Regions from separate parts of the Zea mays genome. Here regions 2 and 3 are each linked to region 1. The links are chromatin contacts, called in public Hi-C maps. All regions are on one chromosome and are shown on one strand. Each heading gives the region's core, a stretch centred on a gene start, on an enhancer-like site or on the middle of the called end of the contact. The rest is flanking DNA. Distances are from core to core; before and after follow the strand shown.

What was found. A called contact is a pair of places that touch in the nucleus more often than the background predicts.
Region 2: a contact with region 1 is called in a Hi-C map of tassel, with 4 times the contacts expected there. The contact joins the promoter of LOC100276388 here to the promoter of LOC100284545 in region 1. A contact is called at or near these places in 2 of 25 Hi-C or Micro-C datasets (endosperm and tassel).
Region 3: a Hi-C map of leaf shows a contact between it and region 1, with 4 times the contacts expected there. The contact joins the promoter of LOC103651457 here to the promoter of LOC100284545 in region 1. A contact is called at or near these places in 2 of 25 Hi-C or Micro-C datasets (leaf and tassel).

The regions. Positions count from the first base shown.
Region 1 is chr3:221,455,593-221,458,781 of Zm-B73-REFERENCE-NAM-5.0, reverse strand. LOC100284545 (polygalacturonase) reads left to right here and starts at 1,519. Exons shown (of 7, transcript NM_001367194.1): 1 at 1,519-2,116; 2 at 2,787-2,918; 3 at 3,033-3,189. The coding sequence starts at 1,634.
Region 2 is chr3:220,998,974-221,002,162 of Zm-B73-REFERENCE-NAM-5.0, reverse strand. It overlaps LOC100276388, which reads left to right and starts at 1,505. Exons shown (of 1, transcript NM_001150193.2): 1 at 1,505-2,843. The coding sequence starts at 1,575. The coding sequence ends at 2,369.
Region 3 is chr3:221,741,101-221,744,289 of Zm-B73-REFERENCE-NAM-5.0, reverse strand. It overlaps LOC103651457, which reads right to left and starts at 1,596. Exons shown (of 8, transcript XM_008677089.3): 1 at 991-1,596. The coding sequence starts at 1,400.

The DNA of each region.
Region 1 (3,189 bases), core at 270-2,769:
AGAACACGGCGCTGGGCGCATGACCGGCCGCAGCCGGGACGGACGGTGGCGGAGGCTCGAGATGAGATGGAGAGATTGCAGGCGGATGGGTCATTGGATGATTCGATGGGGACTGGACTGCGTGGGGCCCCGGCGGGGTAGTCCGGTTGCGGCAGTTGGGTCCGCCGGCCGAGGTGCGGACAAGTACGACGCTTCCGCCCGTGACCGTTGCCATGTGACTGACTCACTCACCCCGCGGGACGGGAGGGAGAGAGCATGCACACATGCATGCGTGATGCCATTGCCCTGCCCTCCCCAGCATCTACGGCCGCCCAGCGCCTGGACGCTTGCTCGCTTTGGGCAAAATGACTGTCTGCCACTGCCAGGTCTGCCTGACGGGAACGCATGCATGCGGCCATGCCGCTGCCGCCGTCGTGCGTGCGGTCATTCCTGGCCACGTACGGTACGGGTATGCCTGGCTTGCCGCGGGCACTCCACCTCCACGCCCCGTCATTTCTTTCTAGCCTCACAACTCACATGTCACACATATATAACTCCGTCTGCTGCACTGCATCAATGCAAGGCTCATTGAGTCATGAACTCTTGGGCGGGCACGGAATAATCGGTCCCACATGCCTGACTTCATTTGGTTCCTTCAACCAAATTGCGAGCAGCTGGGGGGGCTGTACTCTGAATAGCAGGTGTAATCAGATTATGTTGTTCTGCCAAAAAAGAAAAATCAAAACCATAAAGATTCTTCATTGCTCGTAAACCAATCCATATTCCGTAACCTTTAAACTGCCATTAAAAATAAAGATCAATGCTACCTTAACAGGAATAGGGATGAAAGTGGTAATCCGAACTGTTAGAACAAATTTAATATTTTAAAATAGATATGTATAAAATTTGATGTTGATCTTTTCTTATGTTATCAAGCACATTAGTACAAATATGAATAAAATATTATATAAATTGTTTTATGTATTATTTGCTCCCTACAACACAAAAAGTTGAAAAATTTACCGAATTTGTTTCCGAATCCATACCGAAGTTTATATCTATTATTTGAGAAAATATATGATGAATTTGAGGTTTACCTTTTATGAATCTTAACAAGCTGGATGTTAAAAACAAGACTACAAATTTGTATTGTATATTCTATATCACAATCAAAGAAAAACGACTAAAAAACTAATTACCGAATAAATACCGTTTCCGACCGTTTTCATCCCTAAACAGGAATGGAATTAAAACCAATCACGCCGGGGCTAATCCCTCAAACACGGAGAAACGCCACCGGCTGATTCTCGTGTAATAGCGCAAGCGCAACAAAGGAAGTAGATGTAGTAAGATCGATTACACGTGTCTCCCTTGCGTGCACGAGAGCTGGGGCCCACATATCCTCCCAATCATTTCCCGTTTCATTTTAATTCCACCTTAAAATCCTGACAAAACAGGAGGACCATGGCCGGCTCCCGGTGTTTGCTATTTAAACCCCCTTTCTCTCTTCCCTTCCCCTCCCCGCAACCACAGGCCTCCCGCGCTCTATTCTCTCTATCTACCACTACTACTACCCAGCAGCAGCAGGCCAGCACACAATACACACACTCTAATCTCTCCACACAGCCAACACAGATACGGACAGGACAGGAGGATGAAGCTGGGAGCAAAAGGCCTCGGCCTCCTGCTCCTCCTTGTCCTGCTTGCGCTTTGCTCCACCATTGAAGTCGGCGAGGCAAGAAGAGACCGGCATTGGAGGTCGTCGAGGACCTCCTCCTCTCAGCTGCTGAAGAAAGGCAAAGGAAAGAAGACCAGCTCCCGCCGCCAATACGGCAGCAACCGGCCAAGTCCGAAGCCACCGGCCAGCTCGACACCGAGCTCTGGTGCCGGCGGCAAAGGAAACCAGACTCCGTACCAACCAAGCCCGAATGCCCCTCACATCCCGAGGCCAAGCCCCCCTGCCAATGGCAGCGCCCATTCCACTCCCAAGCCGCCGACTCCTCCAAGCTGCGGGAAGGCTCATCAGCAGCCATCACAGTCACAGCCGCCACCACCAGCAACCTCCTCGCAGCATGGTGCAGTATTCAATGTGGTTGATTTTGGAGCCAAGGGTGACGGAGTTACAGACGATACTAAGGTCCGATAGCTTCGCTGCTCTTTTTTTCAAACAAAATTCCATTATAAATTTGCCAAGCGTCATGCGTTGTCTGATCCAGAAATCTCGAATTGCAATTCCTTCCGTGGGTTTGCGCTTCAGATGCTCTGTTTTTTCGCCCTGATCTTTACATGACTTGCATGAGGACTCAGTGATGTCGATCACCGTGGCATCTTGAGATTCGAATTTGTCGTGCATATTTTCTTTTTGGAATGCTTAGAAATCGGAAATTAGCAATAAATGCTAACCTGAATTCATTTGCCAGAACCACCACAGCTTATGATGGTGAGCATTTCAATGTGCCTATGCCCATACCTGTTTTACTCTCTCACTGTCTCACATGATTTGCAGTACAGAGCCTGAAAAGTTGTCACCAGCGCCATATGTTTGCATGTGTTTCCATCTGCTCCCTGCTTTGGCTTCTTCTTTCCTTCTCACATGATTGTTGCACATAGCGGCATAAACAGATCCATTTACATATCTAGCTGGCCAGGTTTATTTTATTTATTTATTTTGTAAATCAGGAAGAGAACAAAGTACACCAACCAAGTCAGGATACACAAACACAAATGCATAATCTTTTCCATAGCTCTTGCAAGATGTTTCTTTCAGAAATCTAGAGCCAATAATTGTACGTCCATTTTGCATACAGGCTTTTCAAGGAGCGTGGGCTGCTGCCTGCACCCAGGGGGCATCTACACTTCTCGTACCACCAGAACTAGAGTTCCTTGTTGGGCCAATCTCGTTCTCTGGGCCTTACTGCAAACCGAATATTGTCTTTCAGGTAATCCTACTCGTAATCCCAAATGCTAAGATACACAAAAGGGCCTTTTCAACGTAGCTTGAATTGACCAACAAAGTAGGACAATGGAGTAGTAATGTTGTACTCATTTTGCAGTTGGAAGGAACAATCCTAGCTCCAATCAGTGCTAAATCCTGGGGTTCTGGCTTGCTCCAGTGGCTCGAGTTCACCAAACTAAATGGGATAGTTATTCAAGGGAACGGCATTATAAATGGCAGAGGGCAACAATGGTGGACCTACTCAGACCCAGAGG
Region 2 (3,189 bases), core at 256-2,755, 460 kb after region 1:
TACTTCTGTCAGTTCTCTAGTATCATATATTGTCCCTACAGACCAACATAAGTCTTTTGTGCGCACTTTGTCCTCACTCATGCACACCCGAGAAAACTTCTCATTCGGACACTCATCCCAAATTGCTCTAAACCAAGCACGCTTAACTTGGTGGTTTTTTCGAGATAGGCTTCCGAAAAAGAAAATGCACCTTGTTGATATGAGTACTCTACTAATTCTATTAAGCCTTTAGACAGAATATCACCATCCCCAAGGCCAGGATATCACATTTGCTGCGAAGAAGACGACCATCTGTGCCATCGCGGACGATTTAGGATGGCTACAAGGAAGATTTCTCCCTCACTAGGTCAACAAGATAGGCCTAAAAAATTAGTAGGGCAGAGATAGGGAAGAAACTATGTCCGTAAAGTTTTGTTGGGGATCGGATAAAAAACTCTAATGTGTATTTGTGTAATTTATGATTTGAGAGAGTATATTATTATTATTATTATTAAGTTAAAGTAATTGTGACTTGTGAGTTTTGATTTGTATTATAAGGTTGTTACTTGTTTTAGATTTATTTTTGTCTTGTGTCTTTCATAATTTATATATTTATAATTGTTATCTTGTCGTGAATATTTTTTATTATAGTATTTTCTAAGAGGCCCCGAAATAGGGAACAAGGATCCACGAGGGTGGAGATGGAGATAAGTTTGTGCTCGTTAAGTTAAACGAGGTAGAGACAGAATAAATTTTGGGGAACGAGACGATCTCTTCTGCCCTGTTGCCATCCCTTGTGTTTGGTTGTAGGCTAGTTGAAGGTAGTCGTAGATTGCTACGTTCTCCGACGTCAACTCTCGTCCGTCCAATTTTAACAAACACGTGTGGATATTGGAATAATAATGTTCCAACTATTGACTTACATAGATCGTGCAACCACAAACACACCCCATCCCTGTTTTGGAAAGAGTACCCAATGATATGTTTTACCCTTATCAATCATCGATGAGCCTTCTCAGTTCCTTTCATCGGCTTTACAACAAAAAAAAAATGACACCACGTTTACGTAAAGTTTATTGGAGCCAGCCGACTCGGCGGCCAATCTACAGCTGACCGGATTAACAATAACAGTCGCTTGTTTCTCAAGCAAGCAAGCACGATCTCGGCAAATCCCACGGACAGAGGACCTTTCGAGAGATCTCCCAAAATCATGTGTAAACCCAGGAAAAAGTAGCAAGAACTCGGTACACGCACACGGAACGCAACCAGCGGGCAGCCTAGCGCAAGAGATAAACGAACCCCGCGTCCGCGTGCATCACGACTGACGTGTAGCGCACCCGAGCCACGAGGGCGTGCGCGTTTCTCCCAAATTCCCCAGCCCAAGCTAAAAAACAGAGCAGACGCCAGACGCCAGACGCCCCAGACGCCAGACGCCAGACGGGCGCCGCGAGTCAGAGCCCTTCTAGAAGGTCGCCTCGCTACCCGGTTCCCCTATATAAACGCCGTTCCCATCTCGCTAACCGACTAGCAGTTGTTCCCCTTTTCCCTCCCCACGCCGAACGCACCCGATCGCAAACAAAGCGAGCAGCAGAAACATGCGAGACATGCCGGTTGTCCGCCGCCAGGAACCCACCGTCGTCAGGACGGAGGACGACGTGGTTTCCGGCGGTGAGGACTCGGACGGCGAGTTCGAGTTCCCCTCCGTGAGCCGGGAGTCCGCGGCGGGCGTTGGCGGCGCCGCGTCTGCCGACGAGCTCTTCGCGGGCGGCCACGCCCGGGCGTTCTACCCGGTGTTTGGCCGAGTGCTGGACGAGGCCGCAGCGCCGGCACCGAGGGCGCCACTAGGGCGGCTGTTCCAGCTGGAGCAGGCGCGGACCTCGTCCGTCGCGTCCACGTCCTCCTCCTCCTCATCATCATCGGCGTCGACGGCGGCGGGCACGGGCGCGGACCTCGACGGCGTCGGCGCGTCGCCGGACAGCTACTGCGTCTGGACGCCCGGGTCGTCGCCGGCGTCCTCGCCCTCGCGGCCGCCGCGGAAGAGCGGGTCCACGGGCTCCATCGCGCGGTGGCGCCGCATCGGTGAGCTCGTCGTCGGCCGCAGCCGCAGCGACGGCAAGGACAAGTTCCTCTTCCTCTCGGCGCCGCCGTCCCCGGCCAGGGACAGGGAGCACGCCCCCGCCTCCAAGGCCAAGGCCAAGCTGCCGCCCAAAGGAAGCAAAGCCGCCGCAACCGAGCTAGACACGGTCTCCGCGGGCCGCCGGTTGTCATATGGCGGCGGCGGCGCCAAGGCCTCCACCGGCGGCCGGCGCACGTTCCTGCCGTACCGGCAGGACCTCGTGGGGCTGTTCGCCAGCGTGCACGGGCTCAGCAGGAGCCCACACCCGTTGTGAGCCGGTGAGCCACGACCACGACGCGCCGTGGAGGACCCGTTCCAAACAGTGAGACTTCAGGTTTGAAATCGGGATTTGAAATTTCAGACATTTGACTTGGAGATCTCCTGCGAGCCGAGTCAAAAAGACAAGGTGTGAAGTCAGAGAAAGCAGGGGAAATGTGAGCCTTCCTTTCAGGATTCGGCTCGGAATCGTGCTCTGCAGTCGGTGGCTAACCACCTGCCATGCGATTTGTGTAGGCGGGTACACATATACTACGACAAATTGGACAAGAAGTTTACATGTGATTGTTCGTATATGTTGGTATATATGTAGCTGTGTACATACTGTACATTGTATAGTATTGCAATTTAGGTATACAGGAGTAGGTGTTTGCGAGGAATTCAGAATTCCTCGTTTGCATTCTACAGTTTCGTTTATCTGCGTGTTGTCGCATCTCTAATGTCTAATCTAACTAATTGCTTTTCTGCCTAATTAGCAAGTTCTCTTGTGCTGCCTCCAATCTTGTAAATATGACGTTTTAATATAGGATATACTGCCACGTAATGTTTTCTTGGCTGGACCCAGTGACATGGAGAACCTCGTAGCCGTCCCTAGGCACTGGCCACTGATTGTAGATTATGAATCTCATTCCGTGTATTTATAGGTTGTTTGGTTTGAGGAATGAGCTAGTCCATCATCTTCTCACGCCTCACTTTTTTGTTTGGTTTGTGGAATGGAATGAGTTGATTCATCATCACCTCATTCCTTATAGTTAGTTAGTTAGTTAGTACTAATATGAGGAATAGGTTCATTCCACCAAATTTGAGGAATGAACTCA
Region 3 (3,189 bases), core at 347-2,846, 290 kb before region 1:
GTTTTGGGGACCTAGGATCAGAATTCATAATTAGGGCATGTACAGTGGTGTTTAATGTGGAGTCTCTTAAGGTGTTTAAGGGGGTTATTTGCAAAAAAATCTTAGAGCTGTCTCTCCGTGAAGAGACGTCTCTGGCTCGTAAATCAAGTAGCAACAGACGCCTCACTTCCCACTGTACGAATTTGTCGTCTGTTCTATCGATCTGATGCTATACAAATACATTTAATTCTGTATTTATTAATAGACTACGTTTATAGACAATCCATTGTACAATAGTCTCTTAGTTGTCTCCTGTGCTTGGAGAACCGTTTTGGTGTCTCTCCACTGTACATGCCCTTATATGTCGTCATCATGACACATATCTAGTCAACACAGAAATAAAGAGTCATGAAAACACACGATTACATAAATTTCATAAGTAAAATTCAAGATTTCACAGGCATTTCGCTAATTCTTCGATTTTAAAACAACTCGAAAGTGGAGAAGAAAAAAGACAGCACTTCAACCCGAAGGCAATATTTTTATGCGAAAAAGGATTTCCTAAAAGAACTCCATATATATACAGATATAGCCCCTTCAATCGTGAGTATTGAACGCGTGACGAAATATAGCACTTCACCAAACACAATAACCTTTATGGATTAGAAAAAAAATGCAGTACACGTAGCTTGGAAACGACATTCCACCATCCTACTCACAACAAATCAGCCGAAATAGTAAAAAGCAGAGCGGAACCAACGCGCAGATTGTTACGCAAAGGCAGCATTTCGTCGCCAAAACGGTGTGTGCGGTAAAGACGAGCAAACTCTCTACAGTGCAGAACCTAGCCCCATTAAACCCATTATCTCTAAAATCGCCAGAAAAATAAGGCCTCGCCTAAAAGCGGAGCAGAATTCTTGGCCCGAACAATGGGCCTCAGGCAACAGTGGCACAATGGCTGGGAAGAAGAAGAAAAAAAACGAAATCCTGAAACGGGAGCAGAGTTCGTACCTTGAGCTCCCACTTGGTGACGCGATCTCCTCCACCAGAGACTCTGCACCAGAAAGCATGTCCTCGTACGGCACCGCAAACTCCCCGAAGTCGAAGCGGCCGAAGATCTCGCCGTACCCGCCGGCGCCGACTCCGCTGGCAACGGCGGGCGGCAGGTCGAGGTAGGGGATGGAGCAGGAGGCCGCGACTCCGCCGAACACCTCGGCGTAGTCCGCCGGCGCAGTCCCCGCCCCCGCGGCGAACGCCGCAGGAGGCGGCGCGAACCGCGGGGGCCCGCCGAAGACGTCGCCGTAGGAGGACGCCGCCTGCGCCGCCAGCGCGGCCGCGGCGGCGTCCGACGCCTTCCGCCGGTGCCGCCGCTCCCGGTGGGGCCGGCGCGGTGGCGGCGCCGTGGCGAGGGGGTCCTCCATGGCCGGCGGCGCCGCCGTCTTCGGGGACTGACAGCAGGGGACGACGGAAGGCTAGGCAAGCGAAGCAGGGGTGAGGACGAGGAGCGGAGGGCTGTGAGAGTGAGACCCACCGCCACCGGCTTTGGCGATTCAAATAGGTTTGGTTCGATGGAGCCCGGGGGTTTGGCTTGGGGAATGAGAAGGAAGGACGACTGGTGTGGTGAATCGAGTGGTAGGTGGAGCCGCGTGCAGGTGGCGTTTTTTATTTGGGTCGACGTGGTGGGGCCAGGGGGGTCGGTCGTCCAGTCACCTCTGTCCTTCTCGCCGTCCGCGCGGTGTCAGAATCGCTTGTCCGCCGGCGACTTGCGGTCACCGAGGCGAGGGTACTCCTCCTAAACAGTAACGCTTGTGTAAATTCCCAAAACCCCAGATTATTAGCGACAAGTACATGCAAACAACAATACTAGTACATACGTATCCTACTACACTATCTTTGGACGCACACTACACAGGCCGCCGGACAACGGGTCTTTTCGGTAAGGAGAGCACCCGTGCGAGTGCGATGCCGATGCGATTCGGATGGCTCCCGTCCCGTCCTGCACGGTAATTTGCCGCAACAGACAAACCCATAACGTGTGTGTGACACGGGCACATGGTGCGCCACTGCATGCCGCGTACGTGGACCGCGCAGCAGCAGCCGGCAGTTTTTTCTTCTTCCTATGCCGCCGACCGCGGCCAATGCGAGCCCTGAAACGTGTTGTGTGTTGGTACTTGGTGGTGATAATCTTTCCCACGCGCGGGCGTCGACATGCGCGGGTTTCATAGCCGTTGGATGCAGGCACGGATTTAAAATTTTATTCGTAGATAGTACATGAGGTTCAGATATTCATAAATTTATTCATTCATAGCATAGGTATCAAATTGACGGGTATCTGCAATTTAAAAAATATATATGAAGAATATACGTCACCTACGTTATATATATATATATATATATATATATATATATATATATATATATATATATATATATATATATATATATATATATATGGTAGGTATAACGGGAGCCCTGGGCTTCCAATAGTTAAAGGAAGCCCAGGCCGACCACCCCTGCAAACTGGTTCAACCAGCGCGCCCAAACAGGCTGTCGGGTGCGCCACCTGCCCCACGTCTGTTAGCGCAAAAAAAGGAATGCATGCATGAGTCAAACACGATCCAATGCATGCGCATAAATTTAGGAAAGATATGTGCGGCGGTTTCTGTTTTTAAAATCCTTTATTTCCTCCATAAATTTAGGATCGCTGCAACAGCCATGCAGCTAGACGCGCAAGGACCATTTTATGATATATACTGAGACTAAATATGCTACAATGTGTTAATAATTATGCAATTCGATATACTGCGTAAAAATCTGTTACCAGCTGCATGCACACGAATTTATGATAAAAATAATGTGCAATGAAAGGAAATGAATTACACGCATAGAAACAAAAAATCGTATTTAATGTTTTATTTCCTTCATAAATATAAGATCCCTCCAACAGCCATGCAGTTAAAACACATTAAATCTAGTTTATGATATATACTGATACAAATTATACTACATGGTGTAGGTATTTATGCAATTCGTTACACTGCGTAAAAAATCTGGCATGTTGTTCACTGGTGGACGCACCTCCGGGTTGGAGCGTAACAACCTTAAGTTTTGAGCATAAAATCCCTCAATTATAAGCGTATATACCGAGCCAATGTGAGAGGTTGATAGCTCTAGTAGGTTGTTATTACGATCCTATTTTTATGGCAGATC